Regions from separate parts of the Mus musculus genome. Here all the other regions are linked to region 2. The links are chromatin contacts, called in public Hi-C and HiChIP or PLAC-seq maps. All regions are on one chromosome and are shown on one strand. Each heading gives the region's core, a stretch centred on a gene start, on an enhancer-like site or on the middle of the called end of the contact. The rest is flanking DNA. Distances are from core to core; before and after follow the strand shown. Region 1 holds the start of Kdsr (3-ketodihydrosphingosine reductase). Region 2 has its middle 8.9 kb from the start of Gm41928. Region 3 overlaps Bcl2 (B cell leukemia/lymphoma 2). Region 4 overlaps Bcl2 (B cell leukemia/lymphoma 2).

The links. A called contact is a pair of places that touch in the nucleus more often than the background predicts. HiChIP or PLAC-seq counts read pairs in DNA pulled down with a chosen protein or histone mark.
Region 1: an H3K4me3 HiChIP or PLAC-seq map of pro-B cells shows a contact between it and region 2, with 5 times the contacts expected there. The contact joins the promoter of Kdsr here to the enhancer-like site in region 2. A contact is called at or near these places in 11 of 39 promoter capture datasets (the 3T3-L1 cell line, 3T3-L1-derived adipocytes, the C10 cell line and 7 more), 3 of 15 datasets of contacts at CTCF or cohesin (the NIH/3T3 cell line, large pre-B cells and pro-B cells), 2 of 484 Hi-C or Micro-C datasets (bone marrow-derived macrophages and granulocytes), 20 of 115 datasets of contacts at active chromatin or transcription factors (the 230-238 cell line, CD4 single positive thymocytes, the HPC-7 cell line and 13 more) and 4 of 9 other capture datasets (adipose tissue, bone marrow-derived macrophages, embryonic stem cells and 1 more).
Region 3: a BATF HiChIP or PLAC-seq map of CD8 T cells shows a contact between it and region 2, with 6 read pairs. The contact joins two enhancer-like sites. A contact is called at or near these places in 1 of 15 datasets of contacts at CTCF or cohesin (CD8 T cells), 1 of 484 Hi-C or Micro-C datasets (bone marrow-derived macrophages), 4 of 115 datasets of contacts at active chromatin or transcription factors (CD8 T cells, the HPC-7 cell line, bone marrow-derived dendritic cells and 1 more) and 1 of 9 other capture datasets (bone marrow-derived macrophages).
Region 4: a contact with region 2 is called in a Hi-C map of myeloid progenitors, with 2.8 times the contacts expected there. The contact joins two enhancer-like sites. A contact is called at or near these places in 2 of 15 datasets of contacts at CTCF or cohesin (CD8 T cells and large pre-B cells), 6 of 484 Hi-C or Micro-C datasets (CD8 T cells, the CH12 cell line, bone marrow-derived macrophages and 3 more) and 8 of 115 datasets of contacts at active chromatin or transcription factors (the 230-238 cell line, CD4 T cells, CD8 T cells and 5 more).

What each region holds. Positions count from the first base shown.
Region 1 is chr1:106,757,517-106,762,865 of GRCm38.p6, reverse strand. It overlaps Kdsr (3-ketodihydrosphingosine reductase), which reads left to right and starts at 3,124. Exons shown (of 10, transcript NM_027534.2): 1 at 3,124-3,322. The coding sequence starts at 3,215.
Region 2 is chr1:106,511,897-106,517,626 of GRCm38.p6, reverse strand. No RefSeq gene overlaps it. Among named protein-coding and RNA genes, the nearest start is that of Gm41928, 8.9 kb to the left of the region's middle. Within about 2 kb of position 1,871, at least 85 of the 459 cell types and tissues checked have an H3K27ac peak or open chromatin away from gene starts, as enhancers often do. A contact at or near this core is called in the 230-238 cell line, CD8 T cells, the CH12 cell line and 9 more, where this site is marked.
Region 3 is chr1:106,661,294-106,667,085 of GRCm38.p6, reverse strand. All of the region lies in intron 1 of Bcl2 (B cell leukemia/lymphoma 2), which reads left to right. Among named protein-coding and RNA genes, the nearest start is that of Gm37053, 49 kb to the right of the region's middle. Within about 2 kb of position 3,770, at least 16 of the 459 cell types and tissues checked have an H3K27ac peak or open chromatin away from gene starts, as enhancers often do. A contact at or near this core is called in CD8 T cells, where this site is marked.
Region 4 is chr1:106,694,573-106,699,697 of GRCm38.p6, reverse strand. All of the region lies in intron 1 of Bcl2 (B cell leukemia/lymphoma 2), which reads left to right. Among named protein-coding and RNA genes, the nearest start is that of Bcl2, 17 kb to the left of the region's middle. Within about 2 kb of position 3,782, at least 47 of the 459 cell types and tissues checked have an H3K27ac peak or open chromatin away from gene starts, as enhancers often do. A contact at or near this core is called in the 230-238 cell line, the CH12 cell line, the HPC-7 cell line and 2 more, where this site is marked.

The sequences.
Region 1 (5,349 bases), core at 1,875-4,374, 240 kb before region 2:
AATACAAGATGCTCAATATTGAAACCATATACACAACAAAAATGGACTCAGCAGGTTACATTTATAGATCTGTACATGCAAACATGTACCTGGTAATCAGAGAAGAGGCTGTGAGTCTGAGACTGAGGGGGACTGTGGAAGGAATGAAAGGGAACGTACTTGAGAGGAGCTGGAGGGAGGAAAGGGAGAGTGAAAGGGATCCATTCTAATTAAAAATGGACTTTAAAAGTCAGTTTATTGAGTAACATACCAAAACCTGCTACACCATATTTTTGAAGAATCATTTTCTAAGTCCCAAAAGACTAATGGGAATGTGTAAGACCAAAGTGGTATAATTCTGCCAGATACTTTGGTCATGTGGTCATGGTGACCTACAACTGGATATAGCAGGAACTTGGTAATGATCAGTATCTTTTGACACTTTTTGAGACAGGGTACCATGTAGCCTAGGCTATCTTGGACTTAAGGTATAGCAGAGAATAACCTTAATGACTGATCCTCCCCTCTTCGCCTCTCAAGTGCTGGGGTTTATGTGTACACCACAGTACCTTACTGGGACACAATATCACAAGGTGTTCTTTGGTGAGATTTACTCTACAGATAGCCAAATATAGAGAAATAGCGTTAAAAGCCTCTGGCTTCCCTGTGGACCCTTCAAGTATTAGAGGTTTGTTTTACTGAAGTGAGCTTTGCCCAAAGGCTAGATGTTATCTACTTATCAGAATTCATTCTTATCCAAGAAGTAAGTTCTTTCTTTGTTTTTGGGAGGCTTAATAGGGATATCTTTGTTTAAGGGAGGCTGGCCAAACAGGACTTTAGGGTGGGGCTGATGATGCCTGCAAGATGAGCAAAGTTATTTAGGACTCCCACTATATTGACTTCTTTCAGTCAAGGCTATATACTTAGATCACAATCAAAATTCTGGACATGGAATGCAGGTGAGTTTCCTTGGCTGCAACACTAAGCACATTGCCATTTATCAGGCCTGCCAGAGCTCATGAGAGCTTCTCTCTGAAAAAGAACAGCAATTAAAAAAGAAAAAAGAAAGAAAAAAAAAGAGTCAAAAGACTGGGTCTCAATGCTAAATTCCAGCTCTATACAGTCCAGTTCATCATCACATGACCTGTCGGAATGATACCACTTTAGGCTCATAGATCCCCCTTGGACTCCACGTCTCAAAGAATGACACTTCAAGAGGGGCTTTAAAAGCAGCACACCAAGTCTATGGGAGGCTACAACAGTAGCTTTGTGTTTGAGCCCTCCCACCTGCCCTGGGCACTGTTTCTTGGTGTACTGATCTGTTTCCTTCCCTGTGATAAACATAATCAGGAGTGTGACAGCTTTTCTGGAGCACTACGAGTCCATCCAACAAACTTCCCTTCAACCAGAGGGGTTGGGAGCCCTTCAACTTCCACCTAGTTTTACAGGTCCTGGGAATTGTTCCCTCACATCTATGAACTAACACTGGGCACAGATCAATAAAAGAAAAAGATTAATTCCTTTTGCTGTTTGTAACCACAACTACATTTCTTTAAATAAAAAAAAAAAAAAGGAAAAATATTTACCAAAAAAACAAAACCCACTATGGAAAGGTTTTAATAATCCTGAGGAAAAGAGTTTTGGAGTAGAGGGTTTGAAAGTCTGGAGTTGACCTAGCTGAGTGAAAAGTTATGCTACTACTTAAGAAAATGGTCTGGCAGAGCCCTTCAAATGCTGTTGCAGAGTGGCTTGAGGGCCAGCGATGAGAGAGCCAAAGCATGCACACTCAAAAGCTTATATGTGAAAGTACATAGATTTGGGATTTAATACCTTACTGTGACACAATAGCACAGGTTGTTCTTTGTTACGATTATAATACAATATGGATAGCCAGCTATATTGAGAAATAGAGTTTAAAATCTCTGGCTACCCAGTGAACCCTCCAAGTGTTGGAGGTTTGTTTTGCTCAAATGAGCTTTGGCCAAAGGCTAGATGTTAGCTTTATATCATCCTAATCCAGAAAGTAAGTTCTTTCTTTGCTTTGGGGAGGTTTAATAGGAATGGCTTTGTTTAAAGGAGGCTGGCCATACATGACCTTACCAAAAATGTATTCAGTGAGTGTGATGGTGAACGCCAAGACATACTAGTAGAGGTCAGAGGACAACCTACCTTGTGGGGCCAGAGGGATCTAGCACAGGACTTAAAGCTTTCTAGCAAAAGACCTTCCTTCCTTTTGGATCCAGTAGCTTTTTTTTTCTTTTGTTATTGTTTTGATCAAAAAGTGATGAGTGAAAAAATAATCTAGCCTACACTAGGATATTATCAACAATAAAAAGAAATTAAATACTGATAGGTACAGTATGGAAGAATCTTAGTATGCTAAGTCAAAGAAGCTAGGCACTGCAGAGGGCATATTATTAGAACTCCACTTGTATGAATAGACAAGTCCAGAGAGCTTTGTGATTGCCTATAACTGCACCATTTAAGAGAAAATGAGCTGGGCGTTGTGGTGCACGCGTTTAATCCCAGCACTCGGGAGGCAGAGGCAGGTGGATTTCTGAGTTCGTGGCCAGCCTGGTCTACAAAGTGAGTTCCAGGACAGCCAGGGCTATACAGAGAGAGAGAGAGAGAAACTGAACTGTGACTGTTAATGACTATAGGGTTGCTGTGTAGGGCGACAAAAGACTGTGGCGATAGTTTAGACACTAAACTAAAACTATTTTAAGTCGGTGGACCAGATGTTGGAATTAAATCTCTACAACGGTGGCTCCCCGCGCCTCCGCGTTTGCATCTGCTTTGGTTACAGGATGTATGTACAGTTTTCAGCGAAATTCAATTATCAGAAATCCAAGTCAACGCTCAAAGCGAAAGGGAGCGGTGACCATTTTCTGAGTGAGCCATAAATACACGAACTGGAATCTGTGATTTCAAAGAAGAATACCAGGACTTAGGCACAGAACAAAATCCGTGGATCCAAAAGCCACCGTTTGCAAGCCTCCCACGACGTTGGCGGGCGGGCCAACGGGGAGGCCAAGTACCCGGAGCCTACGCACGCACAGCCTGCGCAGCCGCAGCCTGAAGCTGAAGGGGGCGCGGGCCCAGGAGCTAGTCCGACAGCGGAGACCGCCCCGCCCAGGCTCCTCCTCTTCCCTTCGCCGCCGTCCCGCCCTCGCTCGCAAACCCAAACACTCCCGGCTGCTGGTGCATGTGATCTCCCAGTAGTCGCTCGGCAGAGATGTTGCTGTTGGCCGCTGCCGGCCTCGTGGCCTTCGTGCTGCTCCTCTACATGGTGTCGCCGCTCATCAGTCCCAAGCCCCTCGCGCTGCCCGGCGCGCACGTAGTGGTGAGTGGCCTCCTGTTGCTGAGCTTGCCCAGGACTGCTTGGCCGGCTTGGGCCAACGAGACCACGGTCCCGGAAAGGAACGGTTGAGTGGGGCGGGTTACCTACTGCCTTAGCCCCGGCATTGCCCTGCCCTGTCGGACCTCAGGAACCCGCCCTCCAAGGCGCCGGGCTACAGGGCAGTGTCGTGGAGAAGGCGCCAGCCTAGTTTCCAGGACTCAGGGGCTCTGCTGCTCGCTGATCCCCGGAGCATCCCTGTCTGCCACTGTTTGGATCTTCAGTTTCCCCAATGAGTCAACAGAGAGACTGAGAAACTTTGCCAAGGACACGGCAGTCGGTGACTAGCAGGATAAGGGCGCAAACCCGGATGGGAGTAGCCACAGCCAGGGAATCCTAAGGAGCCCACAGCAAGGAGGGGGTCTGGGCCTCTGGGGCTGGCCCAGGCAGCTGAGACTGTAGGGTGTCGTGTGCAAGTGACAAAGAGCCCCCAGAGGCTTCTAGGAAGTGATACACCTGAGGGGTGGCCTGGCAGGTTTGGCCAGCAGGCTTGTCTCTGAACTCAGCCAGGGTCTGCTGAGTACTGCTCAAGTGCAGTCCTTTCTGGCGTCAGAAGGAAGAGCTAACCAGCTTGATTAGAAGCTTAAGATGGAAGGAGATATGAGTGGTTTGGTTTGTTAAAGTCCGGAAGCTCGCACGTTCCTATGTGCAGGCTTGGCTATGCCTCCACCCCGCCCCCACAGCTCAGAGCCTCAACTCTGGCATTTCTCCTCGGTGTCCTATATAGACCCAAAACCCGAGGCACAGTGAGGCGAGGAGTTGCGAATAAGGACAGCTAGTATCCAAACCGGCAGCACGAATCTCCTTGGTGCCCTTAGGTGACTTACATGAGTGCATCCAAGTAAGTCCCCACTGCGTTGTTACAGGATAGAGTGGTTATCTTAGTATGATTTATCCCAAACAAGAATTTCTGGATGACAACATGTGTTTCCATTAATTTGTCTTTTGTAAAATTACTGATTTATTCCCAGCTGCTGCTATGCATGATGTGGAAAGAGTTATTAGAAAAAGCCAAAGTTTACAATCATGCCAAGTTGCTAAAGTTTTACATCCACAAAATCGTGACTAAAGCAGTTGAACTTGCCGGCTGAGGAAATGGCTCAGTTGGTAAAGTGCTTGCCGTGCATCATGCCCTGAGTTAGGGTCCCTAGCACCCACATGCTCACTGGGCCTATGCCTCTAACTTCAGCACTGGGGCCACAACCTGTGGATCCCTGGAGCTCACTGGATAGTTTGCCTAGACGCACGAATGATCTTCAGGTTCAGGGAGAAGCCTTGTCGCAAAAATTAAGGTGCAGGGTGACTGAAATGCCAGACACTGCCAGCCTCTGCACAGGTGCACCTACATACACAACGCTGAATCAACTTGTGCTTGTATAGCTCAGCTGTGGGGCAAGGGAGGAGAGCCAAAGTCAGAATGAAAACTAATTCGACAACTACAAGGTACTCACAACTACCCTTGGTACTTGTTCTTGTGTCCCCAGTCCCCGGCTCTTTCACAGAGGAGGTTAGGGCTGTTTCAATAGACGCATTCTTTTTCCCAACATATTTTTATTGATTCTTTGGGAACTTTACATAATGCACTCCAAAACACTCACTTCCCAGCCCTCCCAGGATCCTGCTTTAATACAATAAAAAATAATTACCGCTATGCATGTATGTATGTTTACTGGTATAAACAACATAGCATGGCTTATTCATATGGTGTCCCTATCTGCCTTTTTTAATATCTGAAGAGTAAAATGTGATTTAGTTGTGATCTGGGATCAGGAGAGTGAGCCAAGCTCTTTGTTTTTAGAGCAGTTCACATACGCTGGTGCTGTGGTGTCTGATCACAGCAGCAAAGCTTTGCTGGTCTTCTCATCCAGTAGATGATTGTTCAGTGTCCCTCCTTCTGGATGACTGAGAGTAGTGCTCCTAGCAGCAGGAAAGTTGCTGGTGCCCTTAGTAGGGCCTGTATGCTGCGCTTAAAG
Region 2 (5,730 bases), core at 622-3,121:
ACAGCAGTTTTCTGTAGGAGGCCCTTCCATGTCCAAGTTAAACTCTCAAGATACCACTGAGAGGCCATGAACACACACAACACTCACATGCACACCGAAACACACAACACATGAACACAAACACACAACACATGCACACAAACACATAACACATGCAGGCATCTACATACACACATGCATGTGCACACACACTCAAGCATGCCCCTTACAGTTCTGCTTTGTCCTCTGCTTTTCAATGGGAATGGAAAGCCAAGTTAATAAGTTAAGCAGTTAGGGGCCATATCACACCCTTGAAAGATAAGGAAACCCAGCACTGGTGAAAATCAATATTTATTGTGGTCAGTGTGCATAGAGACAGGCCCTGTATGTTCACCAGCCTGGACTGCCTGTTGGACAAGGGGTCATGGCTGTATATTTGGAGACCATTTGGCCATCTAGGTCATCCCTGGTCTTGTGGATTCCAACATCCCAAGCTTGATTGAGGCTACAGTTCTTCCAAACTATTGATTGGTTTTCTTCCCGGAACATTCAGAAGATGGCAGTGCTTGCTCGAATGCATTTAACAATTGCAAAGGGGCTGAACAACTGCTCAGTGGTAGAGCTTTTGCCTAACATGGACAAGGCCATGAGTTTCATTCCTAGCACCCGCCTCCTTCAAATCATAGGATTAAGAATTCTTCAAAGGTCTATTTTTCATGATGACTTCTTTGACAACTTTTTAATTGACTTATTTATTTAAAAATTGTAAATTGTCTGTGTGTGTGTGTGTGTGTGTGTGTGTGTGTGTGTGTGAGAGAGAGAGAGAGAGAAAGAGAGAGAGAGAGAGAGAGAGAGTATAAAGGTATTTGTAGATGTATGCAGATGTCTACTGAGGCTAGAAGAGGGTGTCTGGTCTCATGTCTGTGGACTTGAGCTGGCTGTGAGGCCACCTGACATGGGTACTGGGAAGCTAACCTGAATCCTCTGGAAAAGCCACTGAGCCACCTCTTTAGCCCAGAATGACCTCCTGAGTGTTGCATCTTGTCATCTCCTGCCTCTCCTCTTCTGCTTTCTGTCTCCCCATCCTCCTCTTTTTCTTCCACTTCAAGTGTTAAATTCCTTCAAATTATTTATTCTGATTTCTATTTTGATTTTTAAAGGTACACTTTTGATAGATGGCTCATTTTACCTTTGAACTCATGATCCTCCCGTCCTCACCTCCTCATTGCCAGGACGTCCAGGTGTGTGCCACCCTACCCGGCCTTAAAATGTTTATTTGTATTGGTGTCCTTGATCACCTAACACCTTAAGCATGACTTCTGTGCTGTTTGCTAAACTAGTAACTGCCCTTCTGCTGGCTTTTAATAGACAGTGTCCAGCTATGAGATGCATCGTTTGGTCACCTAACTCCTCAGTTCAATGATAACTCACAGACCTGGGCCAAACTGATTGTCTTTGAGTGAACTTGACTGAGGTTCCAGCTTAGCTTCTGCCTCTATCAGTCTGGCCCCTGAACTAACTCCCCCCACCCCCATCTGTAAAGTGAAGAGATGCTCTCTTTGTGTCCTTACCAACTATGGGAGGCTACATTCTTGGCTTCAGGCCTTGAACCAGATGAGTGTAGCTCCTTCGTGAGTGCACCACTGACCTTCCTGCCTCAGGCTTAACTTTCCTTTAGGGGAAAGCTATGGTTAAGTTGGTGACCGCAGGCTGAGTGTCAGCCTCATCTGCAGATGGGGGACTTGGGGAGGGAAAGCTTACCTGATGGGTGACCACTAGATGATTTTCACTTCTGCGAAACAGATCTCTGCTGTTTCTTGGCCCAGAAGCCTGCCACATCTTAGAGTCACCGGTGTCATGAGCCGGTTGTGGAAAGTGGAAATGGGCAGGATGTGGTTTGAACTGACAAAACTGGAGCAAATCACTCATCTCTGGGGTTGGCATGGATACTGAGGGTGGGGGAGGCTGTGCAGGGATACTGACGGGGGGGGGAGGGGAGGTCTGTGCAGGGATACGGAGGGGGTGGCTATGCAGGAATACCAAGAGGTGAGAGAGGCTGTGCTTACTGTACAGCCAGCCAGCATTATAAGTCTAGGGCAGCCCAGCCACTCTGAACATACTGGGCTTGGAAGCTGGGCAGCGTTGAGCCTAACTAGTACTTAGATGGAAGGAAGTAACAAAGTAGGCTTCAGAGTCATAAGATTCTCAATATGTGACCTAAATCCCTGGCATGCTTCTTCTGTACTACCAACAGAACCCTAAACTCAGAAAGAACGTGGCCCTTGACAGCCAGGATCCATGTTGCCTTCATAATACTTCCCATAGCCTTGACTTGGACCTGTGTGTGTCCCAGGGTCATTTGAGGACCTTACCATATGTCTCCACAGTATGGCCTCTGGTTGGACTGTGGAGACAATCAACAAATAACAGGTAAATGAATAGTTAGTTCTAAGCAATGTAAACACCCCAAAAGTCTACTAGTGTGCATGTTGGTTTTTGTCAATCCGACATTAATCTAGACATCATTAGAAAGAAGGAACCGTGGGTGAGAAGATGCTTTCATCACCTTGGCCTGGAGGCAAGCCTGTGAGCCATTTTCCTAATTAATGATTGATGTGGGAGAGCCCAGCCTCGTAGGGGCAGTGTCACCCCTGTGCAGGTGGGTGTGAAACATAAGAGAGAGTGAGCCGAGCAAGCCATGGGAAACAAGCCAGTAAGCAATGTTCCTTCATGGCCTCTGCTTCGGTTCCTGATTCTAGGTTCTTACCTTGAGCTCCTGTGCCGAGTTCTCTTCATGATGGACCATCAGCCGGTTTCCTCCGAAAACTGCTTTTATTTGTGGTGTTTATCCCAGCAATAGAAACATAATTAAGAGAAGTAGGTTTAACAAAAATTCAAGTACTGAATTATCTGGGCTACCATGGGGTTTCAGGGGGATGGGAAGGTTCTGTCCTGCCTTCTTAAGCCTATTGGATGAAGAGCTTTCTGCCTGCCTTTCCTGGAGGGAGGAAGGCTGCTGTGACTTCAGGGCTTACATAACTAACTGCTGACTGACAGTGGTCCTCACTTCTGAGACCCACAGAAATGCCTGGGTGCATCATTTTACATCCCAGCCCCATTGTTGCTCTACCAGGATTGTCTTTGTTGTGCTTGTCATTGTCTGATGTCTTTGTTGAGAAGAATAGCTCAGACAAAGAACCATCACAGTGCCTCGCTGACTGGCTGGGTTTGCTGCATCTTGGGGAGGCTCCCTTCTGACAGACGTAGGAGAAGCCACACATTCTCAGGTCTAAAATCAAGGCAATGGTACAAAACACCTCATCATGGGTGGTCATGGGACTGACAGCATCACGAAACTGTTCTCACAGAGCTGGGTGTGGAGTAAGTACCAAAGAGAGAGCAGCTCATTTTTTAGGTTCTTTCAGCGGCATAATAGTCTTTAAATCATGCAATCTTATTCTGTTTTTTTTTTTTTTTTTTTTTTTTTTTTTCCTGGCATAAACACGATCCAGCACAGCCAACGTTGTTTAATGTTTGCCTGGCTTCCTTCCCTCTGTTTTCTGTCTCTGGGGAGGACAGGAGAGGAAGGACATTCCAATTTCACAAACACTACCTCTGAGTGCCTCAGATTAATGTACAACGCTGAGCTGAGATGACTTTTTATTTTTAGCATGCATGAGTATTTAATGCATGATAATGTTTATGCCACACATCAGTGGGGAATGGAAAGACCACTCACAAAATGGAACTGGGATTAACTAGCTAATTATTTAGGAAAATGTGAGCGTACTTTGAGAAAAAAAGACATCACAGATGGGTCAGAAAGTACTGTTAAACCTATATACTTCGGAATGGGGACCTGTTTATGGGTGTGGCCCTGGGATGTCAAAGGATGTCATTTCTGTGAGTCTCGGAAGTGAGGACCACTGTCAGTCAGCAGTTAGTTATGTAAGTCCACTTAGTCACAGCGGGCTTCCTCCCTCCAGGAAAGGCAGGCAGAAAAGCTCTTTATCCAATAGGTATAAGAAAGCAGGACAGACCCTCCCCCTCCTCCCAAAGCCTATGGTAGCACAGAATTCAGTACTTGATTTTTTTTTGTGTGTGTGTGTGAACCAGGCTATCCAACCATGTAATAGAAAGCATGGGGCTTTAGCCACATAAAATAAAACTGCATGAAAATCACAAGTAAATTAAATCAAAGGGTAAATGTAAAACTGGTTTAACAGCATTCCACTGGGTTCTTTGTTGTTTTGTTCACTTTACAGAGCTCTTTGTATAGGAAGGAATTATCCCTTTGGCTCTAATGTGTATCATATACCACATCTCTACTTGTTTGTAGTATTATTTTTTTTCTCATAGAAACTTTGAAGCTTTTTGCAGTTAAATTCCTAAATCTAACCAATTAATTATAAGATGGCTTCCTTGTACATATACCTCCATAGTCACCTTTAGTGTCACCTGAGACCCAAACCTTGTTAGAAGTAATGCAAGCTACACTGCGGAACTGTGAGCTCTTCTTACAGTCTTCCTTGGGTGGGATTATGCAGAATTTTAAATCTATGTTCTGCCTTAAAGAAGGGAGAAAGCGCTAATAAGTATTTTATGTTAGAATTTAGACAAAACATTGTTAGTCTTAGAGGCCTATCTGCTTCTCAACTCATGTGTTTATTTATTTATTTTTGTCCCAAATACCAAGTAAATGCCTGACATTCCCTGAAGGCTGTCAGAGTCAGAGCCAGGCCATCGCACCCAGAAGTGGCTGGCTCCCATAGATGGAATCCCTGAGTGTTCAGAGATGTCACCCTTTGGTGTGTTCTTTCTTGGTGGTTGCCATTATGGCTAGCAAAGCTAGGCAGGTGGAAGTCCCTCACCCCCCGGAAAACAGTATGATAGGTAAGGCCAGGCCTGGAGGCACAGATCTGTATCCCAACTGCTTAAGAGGCTAAGACAGGCAGATGACAAGTTCAAGGCTAGCCTGCACAACAGAGTTCAATGCCAGGTTGGATAATTAGTGCAACAAGATCTCATTTTTTTTTTTAAAACAAGACAGGGTTTCTCTGTGTAGCCCTGGCTGTCCTGTAACTCACTTTGTAGTGTAGACCAGGTTGACCAGGTTGTAGACCAGGTTGGCCTCGAACTCAGAAATCCTCCTGCCTCTGCCTCCCAAGTGCTGGGATTAAAGGCATGTGCCACCACCACCCGGCTCAAATTTTTAAAAAGTAAAACAGGGGTCTGGGGATGAGGTTCAGTGGCAGCATACATGCTAAGTCTGCTGAAGTACCTGGGTTCAATTCCCAGTAGGAAGATACATAAATACATAAGTATATCAATAAGTAAATGTAACTGAATGCAATTTAAAAATCCAAACAAGCAAACCCAAAACAAAACTAAGATAGATTAACCCAGAATGCAGCACCCCTAATAACCATTCACTGTGTCTGGATCACATGATTAGCTGCTTCTAGTAGCTAATACACATACTTTATTTAATAAAGATAGCTGGTGATTTGTTAAAAGTCAGGTGCTGAACTAAACATACAAGGTCCTCTAATTGACCTGCCAGTTGCTTGGGGACATGTAAGTCAGCAGTGTCTCGATAGAGGAACAAATCTCTGTGCTCATAAATTTCTTACTAAGAGAAGGGTCTCTGCCAGCAACTCAGACCTTACATTCAGCATACATACATGCCCTTCACTGAAGTTAGTATCATGACTGAAAGTACACTCAGTCTGGGTGACACAATATGTGAAG
Region 3 (5,792 bases), core at 2,521-5,020, 150 kb before region 2:
ACAATCAGTTTTAAATCTGCCCTCTGCCCTTCAGTATAGGTCTCTTTGACCCATACTGCTCTGTTAATCTGGGAAAGGGAAAAGCAAGGAAAGACAGAGTGTGCAAAAGAAAAGGCAGACTGTGAGCCGAGTGAAAGGCAGCCTCTGAGGAGACGGAAGTCCGTGTTGCTGCAGATATCACAGGGAGGCAGAGGAGGTACTGGTTCCAGGGAATCTGAGCTCCTTTGAATTGATTCATCACTAGATGCTGCTAAGTCCCGTTTTGAAGTCACTCTTTCCTGGTGTCAGAAAAGAAGACAGATCAAGTCTTTAGTCTTATGGAGCATGATTCTAGTCATAAAGTCAAATAATAACATTGAATGCTAAACAATGAAACATTCTACATGAGAAAAAGGAGGGCTGAGAATGTGAAGGAAGGAAACCTGTGGGTGTCTGGGAGACCAAGGGCAAGTGGGAGGTCTCAGAGCAGGCAGTGGGCAGTGAAAGGAGGATCAGAGGTTGTCTGGATCGCCCATTAAAGTGCCTCTCAATGGTAGGGCACTACGGTGTCCTCTGTGCCTCTTATCTGCCACAGGACAGATGTTAGCTGTCAAGTCAAGCAAGTTTCAACCACCATGTCCCCGACCCCAGGACATACTCCCAATCTGTTTTGACTCCCCTTCCTGTAATAAATGACAGATCTATGCAGAATGACTAGATGCAATTTCACAGTTAAACTTCACACCCTGGGTGTTTTGCCAAGCACCTCCCCCCTGGAACACAGCCCCCTCCCAACATCCTGGAAACCCTGTTGGATCTGCTGCCATCTGCTCCAGGCTTTGCTTGGGCCTGCAGGACCAGTAGGGCAGAAGTATTTCCTGTAACTGGAATCTTATGCTTGGCCTTCCAGACATTGACAGATAATTGGATGAATTAACTTCAAACAATAAACAGAAAACTGCACGTGATGCAGAATGCACGCTGCTGCCGAGCCAGGCAGCACATACACGAAACTACCTGAGCACATTCTTTAGTTTTTGGCAACCGGTGAAGCTCATTGTCAGAATGGGATTCAGAAAAGGGTCAAGGCCTGATGTGTGAAGAGATGCAAAAATGGGGATGCAGATTCCAAGTGTGGCCACCGATAGGTGTAGGGGGATGGGGAGAAGTTGCAGGGTGCTGCTGGACGTTGCCATGACTGACTGCAGATGCAGTGGGAGTGAACGGTATTCCAGTCTTGGTCACTATTTTATGGCCACTTGTCCTTCTTTACCATGGCCTCAGTAGCTTCATGGTCTTTAGGCATCTCCTCTGCCTTCTCACCTCACACACATACATACAGCACTCGATAAGATGATGGGTATGTTTAGTTAACTTGACTAAATCCTTTTAGACTGAAGAAGTAGACTGCAGCATCCCCTTTGCCCTATAAAGAGACAATTGTTTGACAAATAAGATGTATAAATAAAATAAAAACTGCCTATTATTTAAAAGAGAGAACCTTGAATATCTCTCTGCTCTCTAAGAATGAGTTACAAAACCCCCCCGTCCAAAAGACCCTGCTGCTTCTCAGCTGTCAGCTACCTGAACAGTTCACAGTGGGCTCTTTGGCACTTTAGACCTGATTTTTCTTAGCTCTGAAGTGAGAGAGTTGACTAAGGCGACTGTGTGGTTCCTTACAGCTCTAAGTGTCTGGGTTTATGACCAAGGCTGTGGTGACTCTGACATCTAAAGGACCTGAGTCAATATCCAGCACCCGTATGGCAGTTCACAACCATCTATAACTCCAGTTCCAGATGATGCCCTCTTCTGGCCTCCATGGGCATCAGACATGCACATGGTACACAGACACATATGTAGGCAGAAACACTCAGACACACTGTGGTGGCTTGAATGAGGATAGTCCCATAGGCTCCTGTGATCTTTGTTCTGTTTCATCATCTCTTCAGTCCCCTGCCCCTCCTTACTTCCCATCTCTGGAAGGACAGCTTAAGCTACAATAATTCAGGTTATTACACAATATGTTACCAGAATAGTTACAAGTTACAAAGGGTTACAAGAATAGTTGTTATTCTATGTCTGATTTATTTCACTTACTATTTTCTTCTTAAAAGTCAAGTGAAACACTGTTTTGTGTGTGTGTGTGTATGTGTGTGTAAGTGTGTACATCCTGTATACACACACCATGGTTTTGTTATTCTTTTATGCATGTAACTTGGGTTATTCAGTGCCTTAACTATGATGAAAAGTACTGGGAAGAACATAGGAGTACAAATACTTCTTTGACATATGGATTTTAGTTGTGTTGAATATATGCTAAGAAGAGAGCATACTGGGCCACATAGAAATTCTGGGTTGTTGAGAAACCTACGTTTTATTTTCCAGCATGAATATTCTAATGTATATTTTTGTCACAGTGTAGAGGCTTCGTGTCCACTGCACCCTCACTGGTAAGCAGTTAAACAGCAGTCTTCTTTTGCCATGTCAACTCGCTGAACTTTCATGTCCCTGATGGATAGAGATGCTGAGCATTATTGCCATGTGTCTGTGGGCCATTTGTATCTCTTCCTTTAAGAAATGTGCATTTAGGTCTTTTGCATGGTTTAAAAAATTGAGTTATTTTCTTGCTATTGAATTACTTGGGTCCCTTGTTAGGTATATGCTTTTCAAATATTTATCATGGTTAATTTACTTTTGTTTGCCATTGACCTTCACATCCCAGCTGGAGAGCATAAATTTTAGCTGATGATTTTATTTTCTTGATGTGTTTGTAAAATGAATCTTTTAAAGGGATCAGTGGGATTTTTAGAGGGGACTTTTTTTTTTTTTTTTTTACCTCAAGACTCAATCCAAGAAGGCCTTGGAACTTCTCAGTCAGCTGACACAGGCAAGACCCAAGCTTTGTATCTGAAAAAGTTAGCATGATGTAATTTCCATGTACATTGGAGGATTAGTTTTGCTAGAGAAAAAAAAAACAACCAAAAACAAACAAAAACCTAAGGAAAAAAAGTACTATGATTCTGAAATAAGCTGGCCTGTTACCCCACACTATCTGCATTTCTCTATCATGCTTGCCTCTTAGGAGGTCCTCTTTCATGGAAAACAAGCACGATGGTCACTGTTACTGCATTATCGAACTCAAACAGTAAGGAAGCATAGCTTTATTTGGTTCCTGTCTTTCCTGTGCTTTTAGGCCAGGTTGTAAACAAGCCATAATGCAAAGAGATGTATAACAGAAGCTGCCTTGGAAAGAGAAATTGAATTTATAGGCAGTAAGATAGGATAATTAGTTTTTATATTTAAAAATTCCCTCCACCCGGAAGCCAGTGCTGTCTCCAGTAGAGAGTGGAATTGCGTCTGAATCCCAGGACCTTGGATAATTTCAAATAGTTAAGTGGCAACTGCTAGCTCCACATCAAGTATACACATAAACCTGTGTGCAAACACACAGAAAATATACATTCACATGGCACATATGTGAATTAAAGTGCCAATTCAAGTCCCACAGTTAAGACTGTGCTAATCCTGTATACTTAGAACTCGCAGGCTTAAGGGTTATTGATACAGCACAAAAATAATCCAACTGGCCTTCCACCTGCTCTTTTTTTCTTTCAGGAATTATTTGGAGTTCAAAATCAAACAAATAAAAACATCACAGTTTCTTATGTGGAAAGTAAGAACTGTTACTTGCACTTGTGTTTCCCTGAAGCTCATTGTCTGTAGACTGTGTATTTAAAAGCCCAGGGTAGGGACGGCGAGGGACATGAGATCACCATCTTCCGCTTACCTTCTCAATCAGCCAGCATCTCAGCCCTGATCTTTATCAGAATCAACAAGCAGACACCAGACAGTGGTTTTAGATCTCCAGGGGATTTGGGGGGCACCGGGGTGAGGAGGCTTGCTTAACCACTCTTGGGAGTGCATCCTGTCTGATAGATGCTGTCTACCCAACCTGGGTCCGTGAGGACAGAGAAGAAGAGCATCTGTCAGCTGTCCTGAAGTCTCCCACATCTGGAGTCAGTCACTAGGTCTTTGCCTGGGGTTCAACTAACAGAACTGCCATCCTTTGACAATCCTCTCAGCAGAGAAAAGCTAAGACTAGGATGAACCTGAAGATCAGAGCAGGTGGGCTTCTCCCTCCGCTTTCCCCTTTGCCCTCGCAGGGGGAGGACTCATGAGAATGAGCCCCCATGACTGCACTGCAGATCATAGGAGGTTTCCTTCGCCTCTCAGATCTTGGCCGGGTTCTCTGCCTCCACTCATAAGTCAGTTTCCCAAGTGAAGAAAAGAGATCGTTGTTAAACCATAAACCTTCAGGTCAGCTTTGGTTACATCACATTCCAAGATCATGGCCAAAACCTTTTGTTGAACTGAAACGCTAGATTGGTTTAGTTTGAAATCACTGAGCCATTCATGGCCTAAGGATAGGAAAACTTTCTGTTGTCCAAAGGTGGTTTGTGGTGTGTGGATGCATTTGCTTGCATGGAAAAGTGGGATGGATTTGAAGCAGTGTTTAAGTTGTGGGGCAGACTAAAGAAAACAGTAGTATCCAAAGCACTTAAAACCAGAAAAAGTTCCATAGGCACACTGAATCATGCACTTACGATCACCCCATTCAGGTACAGTTCCATCCAGCCCCTTGATGTCTGCAGAGTCACATCAAGTTGTGATTCTTGTTTTCCAATACTTGGTTCTTATTTGCCGTGTACTCATTTACGTTGCAGACTGTTGCTTACCAGTGTGACTCTGTTACCAGAACGTGCATCTCTCTGTCATACATCTGGGGAAGAGGCTAATGGTGATTTATGTCCTTTTAATTGATACTCCTCTAAACTGCTATATTTATAACTTCTTCATTCAAACTGCTTAATTTATAATTAGTATTTCCAAAGATTTGTTTCTTAAACTTTATTTATTTATTTAATGTATATGGATGCTTTGTGCATAAGTATCTGTGCACTGTGCATTCCTGGTACCTAAGGAGGCATTGGAACTGGAGTTATAGACAGTTGTAAACTGCCACATACGTGTCGGGAATTAAATTTCCTGAATTCTCTGGAAAGGCATCCAGTGCTCTTAACTGCTAAGCCATCTCTCTAGCACCCCTTTTAAAGGTTCATCATCATTAAAATTGTGCGTCTGTGTGTGTTGGTATGCTCACGTGAGTGTGTGTGGTGGCAGAGACCAAAGGCATCAGACCTCCTGGAGTGACTCTGAGCCACTTCATGTGGGTGCTGGGAAGTGAACTTGGTTCCTTTGCAGGAAATACACATTCTTAGCCACTAAGCTATCTCTCCAGCCAGGGTTTCTTTATATCTTTGTTTTATTTTCTATACATGAATGTTTTGCCATGCACTGCCTGTGTGCTTGGTGCCCACCTACACACACAGGGTATCAGATCCCCTGGAACTGGAGTTACTGAGGGTTGTGGTGTGGTGCTGGGAATTGAACATGGTTCCTCTGTAAGAGCAGTCAGTGCTCTTAACCACTGAGCTATCTCTCCAGCCCCTTTGTTTAATTTATAACAAATTAACTGTGGAAAGAGGAGAAAGCTTGATTTTATTCTTTATAGTTGTAGTGGTATGGCTTCAAAGAAAACCTTGCCTTAAATGTTTAAAATATCATTCTTTTTCAGTTTTTCATTAAAAGGTAATATATTTGAAATACACTTGCTTATTGGTGAACAATTCATTAGTTAAGCTAATTATTTTAAATAAATACTATGTTCCTGAGTTCAATATGCAAGAGCTTGCAAGATGAGTGTGACAATGCACACCTGTCATCCCTGTGGTTGCAAAGCTGAGACAGAAGGA
Region 4 (5,125 bases), core at 2,533-5,032, 180 kb before region 2:
AGCAAAACAAATTGTGTGCCAGGCGCTGTTCTAGAAGACCAGAGCTGAAAATACAATGTTCAGTAGCCCTTTTTCCTTCAGCCCTCGCCTCCTACAGCATGGGGAGGTGAGCATTGTGCATAGGTAACTACCTGAATAGCAGGAAAGCCGCAGACTAAGGAAGGGTGTGTGCGGCTGGTGTGCGTGAGGCAAGGTGGGCTTGTGTGTTTTGGAGCATCACTGCAGTTCACACAGCAAAGGATAAAGGCCTTTGTTCATAAACCACCCCAAATTTAGTGTTCTACCCTTAAGTTTACCATCAGTTTCAGGTCAGTTACTATGCAGCAACATTAATTAAAGAGAACTACTATTTTTGGATTACGTGCTTGAAGCACCCCTCCACTTCTGGATCTCTTGTTGGTCTCACCCCCTTCTATTTATTGTAGCACTGGCTATTGGACTGGGCGTTAAGCATAAGGAAGGAAGGACACGAGCACTTATTGAACTCCCATAAGTGCCAGACCCTATGTTTAACCTTAGTAACCTCCTAAGAATGGAAAGCAGAATTAGAGATTCAGAAACCGCACGACCTCTCCACTGAGAGGCAAGACCAGCTCTTACATTCAGGCAACCCCACTGCTAACTAAAGTCCTATAGGACTTAAAGAAAAATGTAAGCGTTTAAACACAGATCCATTCAGAATGACAAATGGATACATGCGAGGTTCTTGTTTTTGTTTTTGTTTTGTTTTCTTTAAGAAGCCACTTAGTCATCTGCATTTCAGTAACAAGGAGATGAAATCTTTCCCACTTTATGGGGTCCAAACAGTCTTTCACAGAGCTGAGGGGAAAAAAAAAAATGAAGCTTTTAAAGGAGTCTTTTCTGTTTCTTTCTTCTCTGGCTCCAGCATCTGTGCAGCTTTTGGAAAAATAAGTGGTCACCGTTGTTTTGTTCAGGGCCAGACACCTGACTGCTGTGCTCTTCCAGGGGTCAGCATATTCAGAATAACACCCCCCCCCCCCCCACCGTGCTGTCCTCCATCCAGGCAGTGACTTCACCAGCAAATTGTAACCTGCCTAATGCCTTTAATAAAAAGGTGGGAAGGTCTGTGGCTTCAGGTCCTCTGTCCTCCTGACTCCCTGGCCGTTCTTTTTTTAGGCTAGACCTTTGTGTGTGTGTTTTTTTTCCAGCGTCCAGGGGGTGGAATGACATGTTGCTCACATTTACAAGGAGATGATGTATCTCCTTTAAAAGTTAGCTGTAAATTTTCTTCTACTCAGAAATAAACCTACCTCCGGCCAGATGAGGTTTCCATGCCTGCGTCCCAGAACTCGAGGGTGCTTCCATAGTAACTCTTGACTGGGATGCATGCAGTGCTGAATCACAGGGCTCAGGGAGCGCCAGGGTAGGCCGGGAAATGCTTTTCTTCAGTGAAATGTAGACACCAAACTCTGACTAGTGAGGACATTCTTCCTGCTTTCTTATGAAATGTTTCTGTTATGTTTTGTCTGAGACAAGGCCTCTGTATGTATCTCTGACCAGTGTGGAACTTGTCATGTAGACCAGGCTGACTCAAACTCAGAGATCTGCCTGCCTCTACCCACTATGTACTAGGATTAAAGGTGCAGACCACCACGCCTGGCCAAATGTCTCTTTTCTTCTCTTTCTCTCTTTTTAAATTGATAAATTTCTTCATTACTAAGCATAGATGAGTCGAAAATTTAAATAACTTCAAGTTCACATGCAGAATGTAAAACTCAAGAGTCAACAAAAAGAATCACATGTATTATTTTTTTAGTAAAGCATAGATAAATACAAAATTAAATGTTTTTTTCCAAGCCTAACTAATGTTAACACTTTTAAGAGCAGAATAGCATAGTATTTCTTAAGACGCCAAAAAAAAAAAAGGAAGAGAAATTGTTATTTAGGTCCAGGGAAAATAATAACCTTTCATTAGGCAAGACAGAGTTCAACATGAGGCTCCTCAAATGCCCAGCCTCTGTGGTGGTGACTGAACTAGCCAACTGTTTATTCTTGTTTTAATTTATAAGGAATAACCCAACAATGTAGTATTGAAAAGGCTGCTGTATTTTTTTTAAACCCTGACTATCCCAGTGTATTCCCACTCCCAGTGTCTCCCATCTTTTAGTAGAGTGTGTGTAACAAGTGCTGCTTTAAGGACAGGGGAGGACTTTGGCTTTGGTGTGAGAGGAAGAAAGTCCCACGCTTTGACCTCAGTTCTCTTGGGTTTCCTCCTGATGTACCCAAGAAACAGCAACCTTTTGTCACAGAACTGTAATCTGTGTGGAGGAAGCTTTCAGAACTACAGACACATTAATGTCTTCAGCAATCTCTGCTCAGTGGTGGCCGTTCCATACAACAGCAGCTGTGCAGGGTGAGCTTGCTAGCATTTACATCCAGAGCCACTGCGGACTCGGTCACCGTTCCCTAGCCAACTTGCAAAGAAACAGTGTGTGTATGTGTATTAGAATTTACCGAGTTTGCTAGGTTTTGTTGTTTTTGAGACAGGTTTCCACTCTGTGCCTTAGATGGCTCTAGACCTTACCTGTACTGTTCTGAGTACTGAAGAAGCAATACTTGAGGTTGTATAGACCCTCCTGTATTCACCTCTTTAGTACTGGGGTTAATGGCATGACTTACCATACCTAGCTAAAAGTCATATTTTATTATTTTTTGTGGTATTTGGTATTGAACCAGAGACTCCAAGTACACTAAGCACCCTAGTTTACTCTTCTATTGTGAAAAGACACCACAACCATAGCAACTTTTATAAAAGAAATAATTTATTTGGGTACTTGCTTACAGTTCTAGAAGGTTAAAATCATTATTATTATGGCAGGGAGTATAGCAACAGGCAGATAGGTATGATGCTGGAGCAGTAGCTGAGAGCTTGCATCCAAATGCACGGGCAGCAGGCCGAGAGAGACAGACAGAGAGACAGCAAGCAGAGACAGACAGACAGAGAGAGTGTGGCAGAGAGAGCCACTTGGCTTGGCTTAGGCTTTTGAGATCTCAAAGTCCACCAGTGACATATTTCCTCCAACAAGGTCACACCTCCTAATCCTTCTAATCTTTCTTAAACAGTTCTGCTCTCCAGTGGCTAACGAGCATATGGGAGGCCTTCTTATTCAAACCACCACGCTAAGTGCGCCCTCTGCCACTGAGCTCCATGTCATTTTAACAATGCTGTTTAATGCTGTACAGTTGCCATCATTTTCCATCACTAGGACTTGTGTGATCCCCAAAGAAAGTCTCCTCCCATCAAATAATAACTCTGATTTTTTTTTTCCTTTTCTGGGGAACAACCTCTGCTTTCTCTGCCTATAAACCTGGCTATTCCACACCTTTTCAAAGCAGAATAACAATTTAGCCAATTTGCATTCACAAGGCATTTTCTCACAAGAGTATTGATGTTTTTCCATCAGCCAATCATGACAGCAAATGCATTAAACCAAAACCAAGTTAAATGAGAGAGATCTACACATTATTAAAACAATTGTTTTAGAGTCTGATGGTATTTTTCTTGCTGTGTAGCCAACTCTCTAACAGAAACAACTAAACGGGGCAAGAGTGACTTTAATTGTCAGGTTCAGAGCTTAGCTCATTGTTCTTGACCCCACTGGTTCTGGGCTGATGGTGATGCTGAGTATCATGGCAGCAGAAGAGAAGAGAAAGAAGCTGTTCATCTCATGACAGGAAGCAGAACAGAAAGAGGAAGAAGCTACAGCAAGATATTCTTTCAAATCCTACCCTCAATGGCCTGCTCCCTTCAGCCATGCCTAGCCTCTCACTATTTCCCAACAGCCCATTCAGTGGGTGGCACCGTTGATGAGGTCGGAACCCTCACACTAAAACTGTCTGTGGAAATGCTAGAGCTAAGCTTTAAATAACTCCTCGGCACTTCTCAGGCCAAGCGAGTTGTCAATCAAAACTGATGTCACTCTGCTGTGAAGGGCAGCCTGGCAGCTGAAAAGGCTGATGATCTTCTGCAGCCCTGTGTATGGAGCAGACTCAGGACCCCAGAGGTCCTTCTCAACTCCTACCCAACTCAGCACAGCGCTCTCCAGACAAGGGAATTGCTCACAGCAACAGGTGGAAAATCCAGAAAAAGAGGGCAATGATTTGCAGAAACCCCTCCATTCTAAATGGTTAACATTTTTTGAAAGTTTAGGCTTCAGCCATCTGAAAAACCCACTTTGTGAGACAATTCATTTCAACTCACTGTGAAAGAGAAGGTGAGTGGGGTGCAGAGTTTAAGTCAGTGTTTGCTGACCTGCTTTGTGCTTTTTCTCTTCTCCTACCTTACTTTAGAGTGGAGAGTTAGGTGAGAACTCTCAAGTGGGCATACAGCAGTTTACAGGGGGAGTTTTGGCTTTACCATTGAATCTTTATCTCTTTCTGTGTATAAAGTCACTTATTTATAAGGGTCACTGGCATTCTGTGTCAGCTAGAGTGGCTCTGGGGAGGCTACTTCACATAGACTGACCCTTAACCACCATTTTGGACAGTAGGGTATGATAGCATCTGGCCTGGTTGGAGGCCTGACCTGTTGTGATAGAATTGCGGTTGGAGTCTGGACACACCACACCAGGCCAATGAGAGAGGTTTATTGTGAAGGAAGAGGGCAAACAGGGTGATGGAGATGAAGGGAGAAGAGAGAAAAGAGAGGGCAAAGTTCAAGAGGGTCTGCCTTTTATTTAGTCTGATTTAACCGCTTGCATGAGAGGTAAACCAGATGGATACTGGGAATGTATGGCAATTGCCATGGCAACAGATGCATGGGTCCCTGTCCCCTATGGGTGACATCACCGGAGGGAACCTGCAACCAAAAAAAAAAAAAAGCTGGTTCCTGATACCAACATTGCCTGTGATGGAGAAACAAAGAAGTAGATTACAGACCTGTGAGCTATCCTGAAAGGAAGTGCAGAGTGGCCATTGGGCCCAATGGTCTGGGGAGGTGACTAATGGCAGTGATTGCAGGGTGAAGCTGGGGTTGAACCTAACCAGCACCAGAGTAGCTTGTGTAGACACACTACTACTGTTGTTCCAGACTTGAGTTTCCAGAAAGCTGCTTCTCTCAAGGCCTTGGATGTGATGACTCGGGGCAAACGTGAGCAGCCGCAGG